Regions from separate parts of the Mus musculus genome. Here all the other regions are linked to region 2. Evidence: chromatin contacts called from public Hi-C data. All regions are on one chromosome and are shown on one strand. Each heading gives the region's core, a stretch centred on a gene start, on an enhancer-like site or on the middle of the called end of the contact. The rest is flanking DNA. Distances are from core to core; before and after follow the strand shown. Region 1 overlaps Eipr1 (EARP complex and GARP complex interacting protein 1). Region 2 has its middle 13 kb from the start of Gm31333. Region 3 overlaps Eipr1 (EARP complex and GARP complex interacting protein 1).

Region 1 (3,401 bases), core at 274-2,773, 290 kb after region 2:
CCCCTGCCATCACTGCCCTCTCTCCTTGGTCAGTGGGCTTGGAAAACATAACCACCAACATCTAACAAGTCTTGTTAACAAAGTAATAAGTGTCCCTGAGTGGGCACTAAAGGAGCTCTCCTCTGGGCATTAAGTTCAAGATGGCACCAGCCTTGGTGACACCCCACTGAATTGTTTAACTTATTCTGCACACAAAGTCAAATGCCCAAGTTAAAAAATGTGAAATTAGAAACGCTGGCATCCCTCATATTCTCCCCTCCTGGGATGACTGACACACTGCTTGGGTCACATGCTCTCTATGTCATCTCTAACATGCAGGGTACAAATAGCACATTACAAAGGTTCCTGGAGGATTGTCACCAGTCACTGACATCACTGTGTAATCTCTGTTCTTTCTTAAAATTATCCCGGTCATTCTAGGTCAAACACACACACTTCTATCTATAGGCTTCACAGAAGTAAATTATATAGATTTCTGTGATTTTTTCATATTTTTTAATTTTTATTTTCTGTGCATGGGTTTTTTGCCTGCAAATATGTCTATGTACTACATGAGGCCAGAAATGGGCATCAGATATCAGATCCCCTGGACCTGGAGTTACAGACAGTTGCAAGCTGCCGCGTGAGCACTAGGAATCGAACCCAGGTCCTTTGCAGGAACAGTGAGTGCTTTGACCACCGACCGAGCCCCAGAATTCTGTGTCTTTAACATCTGGTTACTACTATATGACAGTTCTGGGCTTCTGTCCAACTTTTCACACAACTGATTTGTATAGTAAAGCAGTACGTATCTTGGAGATACACTTCTTGGCACCCGTGAAGATCAAATCAGTTCTAGAACTGCAATTTCAGGTTCAACAGGCAGATGTGCTTGCAGATCTTCCCCACAGAGGTGCTTCCCATAAATGTGATCCTGACCATTCTGTTAAGAACTCCCAATTCCCCTCCAAAGCATATGTGCTGTTTTGATTTACATTTCCTTGACAACGAGATAGTTTCTACATCCTGTAAAGTGTGACTGGTTGCCTCTAGTTCTCTTGCAAGCCCCTTGTTCTTTATGACATGGTCTCTAAAAGGCACCCATTACAGGAGCTTGCTAACCTGCAAGGACTCATTCTCCATCTTTCACTCTTCTCAGGGAGCAGAGGCCTGAGTGGGTGAGGAATTACGGGATGAGAGAAATGACCAGTCTTTCTTTTAGAACTTAAATCTAATCAACTGTAAAATAAAAACCATTAAAATATTCACAACATTAATCAGAATCCATAATTTGTTCAACAAAAATGTGAAAATCTCAAAGTTAGGAGTTGCTGTGTCAAGCAGCTTGAGAAAGTGCTATCAAGCCTCTCCCACAGGGCTGGACTGCAAAAGATAGGGAGCAGAAGAGCAGTGTGGCTTCTAGGCCAGCAGAGAGCTCTCTGATGCACACAAGCAGCTAGAGGCGACACAGGACCAAACCTTAGCAGCGCAATGCAATAAAACTGTATTTACTTGAGGCCCCAGTGAGTGGGAGGTGAACGCTGCCTACATTATTGCCCAAGGGAAAGGATTGGTGGGGATGCAGGGTGCTTCACTTGTTCAGAGTGACTCACTATGCTGAGTCTTTTCTCAGTAAAATAGCCGAGCCATCCATTTAATGTCAATTCATGCTACAGCTCTGCTCCAAACCAGGGCACCCTCCTCATGACCATCCTTCTTGCAATCTTCAAGAACAGGCGTGGAGCGCTCAGAGACATGGCAAAGCCCCCTCACACATTACAGACAAGCACCTGGGAGGAGAGAGCATGCCGCAGTCTTGGCTATCAGGCCACACGGCCAGCCTCTACAGATTACCCCACAGAATATCAACCCAGGAGTTCAGAGGAATTCAAAATGGCCCAGGCTTTGGCCAGAATAGCTCAGGAAGGGGCCTCCTGGGGGCTGCATCCTGACAGAAGGAGAAATATAATGCTCAGCCTGCTCATTCTGTGTGCTGTGACTCTACCTGTCCCCAGCCTCCCTGTGAGAGCACAGTGCTCCAGCCCTGCAGGACCAGCATCTGCATTCCCATCCCAGCAGCTGCTAGACACCACTGTAGCCTCTTCCCTGCCCTTGGCCCACAGCACTCTCACTTCCAACAAAAGGAGCCCTTCCTGGGTGTAAGACTCAGCAGAGAGAAGTCAGATACCTTGTAGCCAAAAGCCACATCTTTGAGGAGAGAGTGTGAGTCCCGTGGTTTAACAGGCCACAGGCAGAAAATGCTCATGAAAAGAGCTTTCTTTTTTCAACACTGAGTAAGGAATTTCAATGAAAGTCATTTTTATGAATCTGAAAGTCACAAATGATTTCTATTAGCAACCGAGAAGCTGAGGTGCAAGCCTACAAGCAAAAATTCCGCAGAAACAGGGAAGAAAAACAAAAAAGCCAGCATGGTGGTGCACACCTTTAACCCCAGTACTCTGGAGGCAAAGACTGGTGGGTCGCTGTGAGTTTGAGGGGCTGCAGAAGTGGTGTCCGCAAGAGAGTGCAGGTTACATGACAGGGACAGATGCTGGTGCTCAGCTCACTTTGTCCTGTCTGGTCAGTTCAGGACCCCAGTCTCTGAGATGATGACCAGTCTACCTTGATTACGGTAGGTCCTCTTCAGACCATGTTTTATGTGTTCACTCATACAAAGTCTGGGGACTAAATTTGGGCTTACACATGATATCCATTCAGATGTAGCAGCAGCAACTTTGGTCACTAGAAGCATCCTTCAAAAACACGTCCATGCACGTACATACACACAAGGCACATGCGGTAACAACCAAAACTTGGTGTGGCTTCCTGGTATTTCAAAGGTGTCTGCAGTGGGCTGAGGCCTTCGAGTTCTTGCCTTACAATTGTCTGTCTTTCCTGTTCAGAAGCATGGGAAACCCTTGGGGCCCTGCAACTAATGTTCTCAGGTAGGGCCCAAAATGGACTAGCCATGTCAACTCTAAAACATGGCAAAGTTATAAGTAAAGGTTTAACACGTTTCCTAAAGATTGTACAGTTTTAAGGTGTAGATTGTAGGGCAACCAAAAAAATCACAGAAATTCTTCGTTTGGGCAATTGCTCCTTCCCAGTACTAAATGTGGGCCAGCACGAGGACGTGGTCTGAACGGAAAGGCTTGTGATGGGGAACACCTTGCTCACGCCCTGCCCACAACTGACTCCCATGTGCTGTCTGAAGGCTGCTGTCCCAACTCTGTCTGTTTCCCATGACCCTTCGGTTAGAGCACAGCAGAGGAAGGGATGCCTTGTAATCAGGGCCCAGCCACATTCATGTCCCAAGAATACTGTCAGTGTTCCAAACATTTCCACATAAAACTCAATTAGTTGAGGAGGACTTAACGCAACCAAGGTGACCACCATCTCAGAGACTGGGGTCCTGAATGACC
Region 2 (3,172 bases), core at 288-2,787:
TCTGATGCTTTGAGATCCATGTGAAAACGTGAGTTAGAATGTTGGTTCCTAGACCTTCTGTTAACTATTTATGAAGGAAACCACTTCTGGTCAGGAGGAGCAGCACCTGTCAATCAGAAGGGCAGCACCTGTCAGTCAAGAGGGATGACACCTGTCAGTCAGGAAGGGCAGAAGGACAGCACCTGTCAGGAGAGCCAGTATCTGACAGGAGAGGAAGCACCTGTCAGGAAGGGCACCACCTGTCAATCAGGAGGGGTAGCACCTGTCAGTCAGGAGGGGCAGAAAGGCAGCACCTGTCAGGAGAGGCAGCACCTGTCAGTCAGGAGGGGCAGAAAGACAGCACCTGTCAGTCAGGAGGGGCAGCACCTGTCAATCAGGAAGGGAAGAGAAACAACACCTGTCATGAGGGACAGCACCTGTCAGGAGGAACAGTATTTGTCAGGAGGGACAGGAAGCAGCTGCCAGAAGTGCTAGGCAGTACCTGTCAAAAGGAACATCTGTCAAGGGGGACATCACCTGTCAGTCAGAAGGTACAGCACACTCCCCTCCGACTCTAACTGGGACATGGCCTGGCTCTATGCCCCAGGCCTTGGATGTGACTCTGTAGACAGATGGATGTCTATCTCTAAGACATCAGGATTCCTTCTCTTCCTCCCTGCAGGTTCTGTTACAGAGCTCTGTGAATACCCATCAGGGAAAGTGAATTCCCTGGACTGTGTAGAGGCCTGAAATTCCAAACTTCCCTAAATATAAGAGAGTTAATCCAGCTGGGAAGGCCGCCCCCGGCTAAGGGACCACCACTTAGGAAGGTGGGGCCACTCCAGGAAGGCCAATCTACCTTAAACTACACTGAGAAGGTGCAGGAACAGTTGCCCAGCTAATGAGATAATGTATTTTTCCTTATAAGAATTCCTGGTCCTGATCCAGCCACTACAAGTCCCCGTGAGGTCCTGCTACTCTCTCTGACTCAGGAAGTTATCATTACTCCCCTTTCTTCTCTTCTGTCTCTTTGAAATCCTCCGTTTCCCTTCTCTTCCTCTGAACACAGCTGTTTCTCTGGCACATGGCCGACCTTCATGCCAGCTTAGTTCAATGGAGTTTCTCTGCCTCCTCATCTCCTTCCCCAGGCAACTGATAAAATTTACAGTTTGCCTGTCGTGAGGTTTTTTTGTTTTTTTTTTTTTTAATTCTAATGAAATGGCCCTGGGGTTTCCTTTTAGTCCATTCTCAAATTATTTTATTGAGATCAAGAACCCCAAGAGAGGACCAATATGTGACAAGTCTTAGGGAACTCCCCTAAATGCCCAGTAACATTTCTGTGGATTCCTATTCACTCTACCATTTCCAAAGGCATGGGCTCCTGGTACCAAAGCTCAGCTCTGAGACAACAACCGGCTAAAGCTGCTCAACCCTCTTCAGGAGACGCGTGCCCTTGTGCCCTTGTGTGTCTTCCAAGCGGCTGGCTTCGATGCAGGGCTGCTGAGCGGGAGGCACAGCTGGTATGGTAAAGGAAGCCCTGGTGAAGATCCAGACTCCCCTGCAAAACCGTGACCAGACAGCAGGAGCCACTCTCTCACCAGAGCAGATGTTGCTAGATCCCCACCAGTGATGAAGCTGTCGGATGAGGTGCAAAGGTTCCCAAGGCCCCGTTGTTGGAGTAGATGGAAGCAAAGTCAGCAGAGTTCTGCCATCAAGACAGAAACGGATGAGGGGCCTCAACAGGGTCATCAAGGCTCTTGTTATAGTGGGAATACTTCATACAGGTCTAAACAAACATTGGCCTTCAGAATACCTTCAAACTGTAGCCATGGCAACAAAATACACAGGGAAGTATAGTGATAGCAAGGTCTGCTGTGGTCATAAGAGAGCTATTAACATTTCCTTTTAGAATTGGGGAAAGAGGAAACATTGTCAGACCCTCAACTGAGATTCTCCAGCAGCTGGGACACTGGAGCTGGGGCTTTCACTCATCACCCATGATGGAGTGGGGTTTTACAGTGAGACAGCCGCTTCTGAGTCAACCGTGCTTCTATAAGTAACCTGTCAGCTACGTGCCTATAAATAGTTCTAATAAACTCACTGGCTCAACCAAACCAGACCTGGAAAAAAAATAATTTCCTTCATATGTCGGTTCTCTATCCGGGGGAGAAAGCTATTTCTTTGTGTTTCCCTGGAAAAAAGAACACAACGGATTGGTAGCTGAACTGGGACATGACAGATCCAAGGATGAGTCTGGGAAGAGAGGTTGCATGTCTATCATGGATAATAAGAAATGCAGCTGAGGCTGGGCCACCTAAGAGTGGAATATCTGTGCCTGGATCCCAGGACCATCATCTTTTTCTGATGTAGCATGGAACAGTGAGCCTCCGTGACAAGGGGCCAACCCATGAAACAGAGATGGAAGGACTGAAAAATGTACCATACAGTACCTGAAAATAACACGTATGGAATGAGATTTCCAGGAAGCTCTGGTGGCAGTCGTATGCACCCTGAGATGTGTAATAAGACATACAACCGAGGTTGACCTATCTACCCATAGGGAACATGCCCTTGCAAGGAAGGAATTACAATGAGAAAGAGGGATGTGGGAGGCATCGCTTAGATTCGTCTCTGACTTAGCAGAAAAAAAAGGATAAGAGGAATAAGACATACTGATGTTCTGTTCCTCACAGCTCTGGGGAGTCATAAGGCAAAGAGCAAAAATTAGATCTGTCCTAAAGAAGCCCTCATGGGATCCAAAGCGTGGAACCAGTGGGAAGAATTAGACAGTGTAGAGAGTGAATGAAGTCTACATGATAGTGAGGACTGAGGGAGTTAGGCATGAGAAAGGTGGCAGTTGATGCCTGGCTCACCAGGCCAGACAGAACTATGCTTAGTGGAGAGGTGAGTAAAAGTTAATTTGGCAGAGACCTCAGGACTAGTGTGGGGCAGTTCGCAGCATTCTTGAGCCTTGTTGTGGGATAAAATCTTTCTGGCTGCTAACAACTCTGGCACATCTAAGTGATTGGCATGTAAATCAGGTTTGTGAAGTTCTAAAGCAATCAAGAGGGATGAAGAAAAAAAAAAAGTAGAGGTCATTTGAAAGCAAATGTGACAAGAATTATGCCAGGCTGGAGTTTCTATGGGAGAACTGGAGACAAATCACTTGGCTGGGGAACTTCCAGGTGACTTT
Region 3 (3,471 bases), core at 866-3,365, 340 kb after region 2:
ACCAACTGCCAAAGCATCCAGAGCCTAGGACGACAAACACAATGAATAGTTCAGACCACTCAGTTTCCAACACACTCTTCAACATAACTTCGAAGCCACACGATACTCAATAAGCCAGGCAGTAGGGCACAGGGCCAGTGAACTGGTGGATCTGGCCAGATCATTGCACGAAGACTGTAAGAACTAGGTCCCCTCTATTTCAGGTCAGAAGCACAGCAAATTCCTGCCATTTGCAGTTCAACCATGTGAAACCTCAACCAAAGCTTTTTACCTTTCAATGTTCCCATAAGCCCTGGGTTACCACTGTCTTTTTAGGACACCAAAGGTCTGTTAAAACAACGGCTTTCCCCCAGCAGGTGCATTTCTTACTACCCATAGGCAGTGTGTGGCCAACCTCTGATCCTCATCAGGCCTCCCTACATAGGCACCTACCACCTGCCACCCCCTGAATCAATGTACACTCACTCACTCTCATAGGCTTTGTTATAATTCGTTCCTAAAAGGGCTTGAGAGCCTCATAGGACGGTCTCTCCCCTTTCCCTCTCCCGCTCCCCTCCCCCTCCCCCTCTCCCTCTGACCCCGAGGCCTTGCATGTCTCTGTTCCCACCCCCAGACACTCTTACATGCCATTTTCTAACTAGCCCCTAGAAATCACACTGAATGGGCTCCAGTGATCCCATCCAAATTCTTTCTTGCCATTACCAATTTCCACCAAAAAAAAAAAAAAGAAAGGAAGGAAGGAAGGAAGGAAGGAAGGTGGGAGGAGAGGGAAGTAAGGAGGGAGGGGAGGGAGGGAAGGAGGAAGGAAGGAAGTAACGAAGGAAGGAAGAAGAAAAAGAAATAAGTCTGTCTTAGGAAGAGGAAAAACACTGAGGCCTGCTCTCATTTAGGAGGCTAGGGCCACCAAGTCTGCTTAGGATAGTCTAGGGAGCCCTGAGGTGCCTATGAACCCTCTGGAGTTTGAGACTCAGTTTCCATGAGATAAGGTATATGACAACAGACACCCATCTCTTTTCCCATCCTCCTCTCATTAACAAGCACAGAGCTTCACCCATGAACAAGCCACGGGATCTGTATGAATGCTGGGACCTCCCAATCCAGGCTGTGAAACCTGAGACCCTTTCCCTCCTTCCAGGGAGGTCAGGCTGATCAGCAAGTGGAGGGTAATTGTTGGGAACTGAAAAGGGGCCAGGACTATCACCTGCCTAACAGACCAGAACTGTGTTAGAAACAAAACAACTTTGAGAAGATACACCTGGTCTTGCAACACTGGTCTAACAGTTAGATCAAAATTCTTCCTCCCAATTCAGACTGACTAAATGTTGGCTCAGGTGACAAACTGAAAGGTGCAATATAGAAACAGTCACAGAGTCAAGGGAGGACTAATCATGTATCCCCCGATGTTTGATTCCACCATTTATATTACCCTGGGCCTCAGCTGTGGCAGGTGTTTTCATTAGAACACAAGGGAATGGGAACAAATGGGTCAAGAGGCCAGGAGGTGGGGCTGCGCATTAATTAGGACGTGACAGGACCACAGGAAGACTTGGGTAGAGGGAGCTGCCAGACGCAGTGAGGCAGAATGTAGGAGACTTTTTAATGGGGCTCCTGAGCCTGCACACACTGTAGCAAACTCTCCAGAGCGCAATGAACTCAAGACACTGCATACAGAATACTCCCTGGGCGGCCTGAGGTTTCCAAGCCATTTGAAAGCCTCTCAGTACACAGCAAGAGAAATCACTTCCTGAACTCCTAGCTCTAGCGCGATGAGGGCATCCCTGGCAGTACCTAGGAGAAAGATCCCAAGCCCTGCTTGCCGACTTCTACACTGGTGGCAAAGCACACACATGCCACCCTAAAGCAGACAGAGTGCTGATTTTAAAAACAGAAAACAGAATTTGAAACTAGATTGTCGACTCTTCCTCCTGAGTTGTTTGTAGAAGACTGTCTTCCAAGCCAGTCACACAGTGAACTTCACATGCATGACAAGGTGACCTGCAGGCTACACAGCTTCAAGCTGCTGCTCCAAATTCAGCATCAGCTTTACCACACCACCCACCTTCCCACTGGCACTCCCTGGAAGCCTTCTGTACTCATCGTGATAGCCACTAGGGGGATTCCCGGGCCTTGGCACACCACCATGCCCCTGCACCAAGGTTACTCTGGTGAACAGCTAGCTGTCTACTGCCTGCCTTCCCCACACAATTTCAAGGGAGGCCAGGACTTCACACTGGTTGGCCAACAGCTGTTCCAACGTGGCTGTACCCATAGCACAATGAACAGAAAGTAGGACAGCCTTAATAGCCAAAAGTGAGGTAGAAGGGAGGCTCTGAGGGTCCACAGCAAGGGATACAGGCCCTATGACCCAGCTCCTCCCCTTGTGAAATGCTATGAAGAGAGTCTCAGTCAGTCTGGCTGCTGTCAGCCTCACCACAATTTTATAGAACGCCAATTTGGGGATCTTACAAAAGCCTGATGTTGAATATACTTTTCGCTTTCAGCAATAATCCGTACAATATGAGCCTGAGAACTTTGGAGCTCTATGGAGGGAGGTGACGGAAGGAAGGGGCCAGAGGTAAGGTTATAGAGGGAGGGATGGTGTGGTCCTTGCAAGCCAGAGCCTGGGGTCTACACAAGCCCACTGTAGATGAGCCATCTGAGGGAGGGCCAACCCCCTGCCTGGGGTACAGAGAGCCAACAAGCCAGAGTAAACCTTATATTTGCCTCCCTCTTTCACCACCTCTGATGTGCACCAAGGACTTAGGCTTGATCACACTGATCTGGTGTGTGCCTTGATTTCAGGTGAGTGCCAAGGGGGTCAAGCCAGGGCCTTGGAAGGAAATGGGAGATAATGTGCTCTTGGTGGGATGAGGAGATGAGAAAAAGGCAGACCTTGCTAGCATGTAAAACCCTAGGGTCTCAATTATCAGGTGCCACAGCAAGAGCCTGAGCGGTCCCTAGCCACAGCTCCTAGGAGGGCATGCTGCCTATCCCTGGTGCATACAATCCCTCTCCACCAGCCCAGGAGGCCCCAGCAGGAGCACTGAACACAGTCAGTATTTCATCTGTGCCTCGTGCTGTCAGCTCCTGTGGTTCTAATTTCCCGAGGATGTAGTGCTGACATGATCTACGCTCTTCCTGACATTTCACCTTCCTCTGCTGAAAAATTCATGCTAGTCCTCATGTAGGACGATCTTGCCCAAGCATAAGGCAGGAGATGTATGCTGGCCACCCTCACTCATATCTGCTGCCATTTGCCCTTCTGCAACCATGGATGGAGCTCAGAAAGTCGTCGTTTGCAGACTTTAAAGCCTCTAATTTACCGACCAGCTGCCAGGGTTCTCTGTTAATTTTAAGGACATAGCCCATCTTTACTCTTCCTGAAGTCCAGCTGCTGAGGTTCCCTAGCTTCACAGCATTGCCTCTTCTACTCCCGCCACTTTGTCTGCTGAGACAAGGGTCCAGAGTGAC

Evidence for each region. Hi-C and Micro-C count contacts between places; a contact is called where the count stands out from the background.
Region 1: a Hi-C map of cerebral cortex shows a contact between it and region 2, with 5 times the contacts expected there. The contact joins two enhancer-like sites. A contact is called at or near these places in 4 of 484 Hi-C or Micro-C datasets (the N1E-115 cell line, cerebral cortex, gonadal supporting cells and 1 more).
Region 3: a Hi-C map of cerebral cortex shows a contact between it and region 2, with 3 times the contacts expected there. The contact joins two enhancer-like sites. A contact is called at or near these places in 14 of 484 Hi-C or Micro-C datasets (the CH12 cell line, the N1E-115 cell line, cardiomyocytes and 9 more) and 2 of 115 datasets of contacts at active chromatin or transcription factors (embryonic stem cells and trophoblast stem cells).

Annotation. Positions count from the first base shown.
Region 1 is chr12:28,836,528-28,839,928 of GRCm38.p6, reverse strand. The region is part of intron 4 of Eipr1 (EARP complex and GARP complex interacting protein 1); the gene reads right to left. Among named protein-coding and RNA genes, the nearest start is that of Gm46345, 71 kb to the right of the region's middle. Within about 2 kb of position 1,523, at least 10 of the 459 cell types and tissues checked have an H3K27ac peak or open chromatin away from gene starts, as enhancers often do. A contact at or near this core is called in cerebral cortex, where this site is marked.
Region 2 is chr12:29,127,431-29,130,602 of GRCm38.p6, reverse strand. No RefSeq gene overlaps it. Among named protein-coding and RNA genes, the nearest start is that of Gm31333, 13 kb to the left of the region's middle. Within about 2 kb of position 1,537, at least 23 of the 459 cell types and tissues checked have an H3K27ac peak or open chromatin away from gene starts, as enhancers often do. A contact at or near this core is called in cerebral cortex and forebrain, where this site is marked.
Region 3 is chr12:28,783,170-28,786,640 of GRCm38.p6, reverse strand. All of the region lies in intron 3 of Eipr1 (EARP complex and GARP complex interacting protein 1), which reads right to left. Among named protein-coding and RNA genes, the nearest start is that of Gm46345, 18 kb to the right of the region's middle. Within about 2 kb of position 2,115, at least 61 of the 459 cell types and tissues checked have an H3K27ac peak or open chromatin away from gene starts, as enhancers often do. A contact at or near this core is called in cerebral cortex and forebrain, where this site is marked.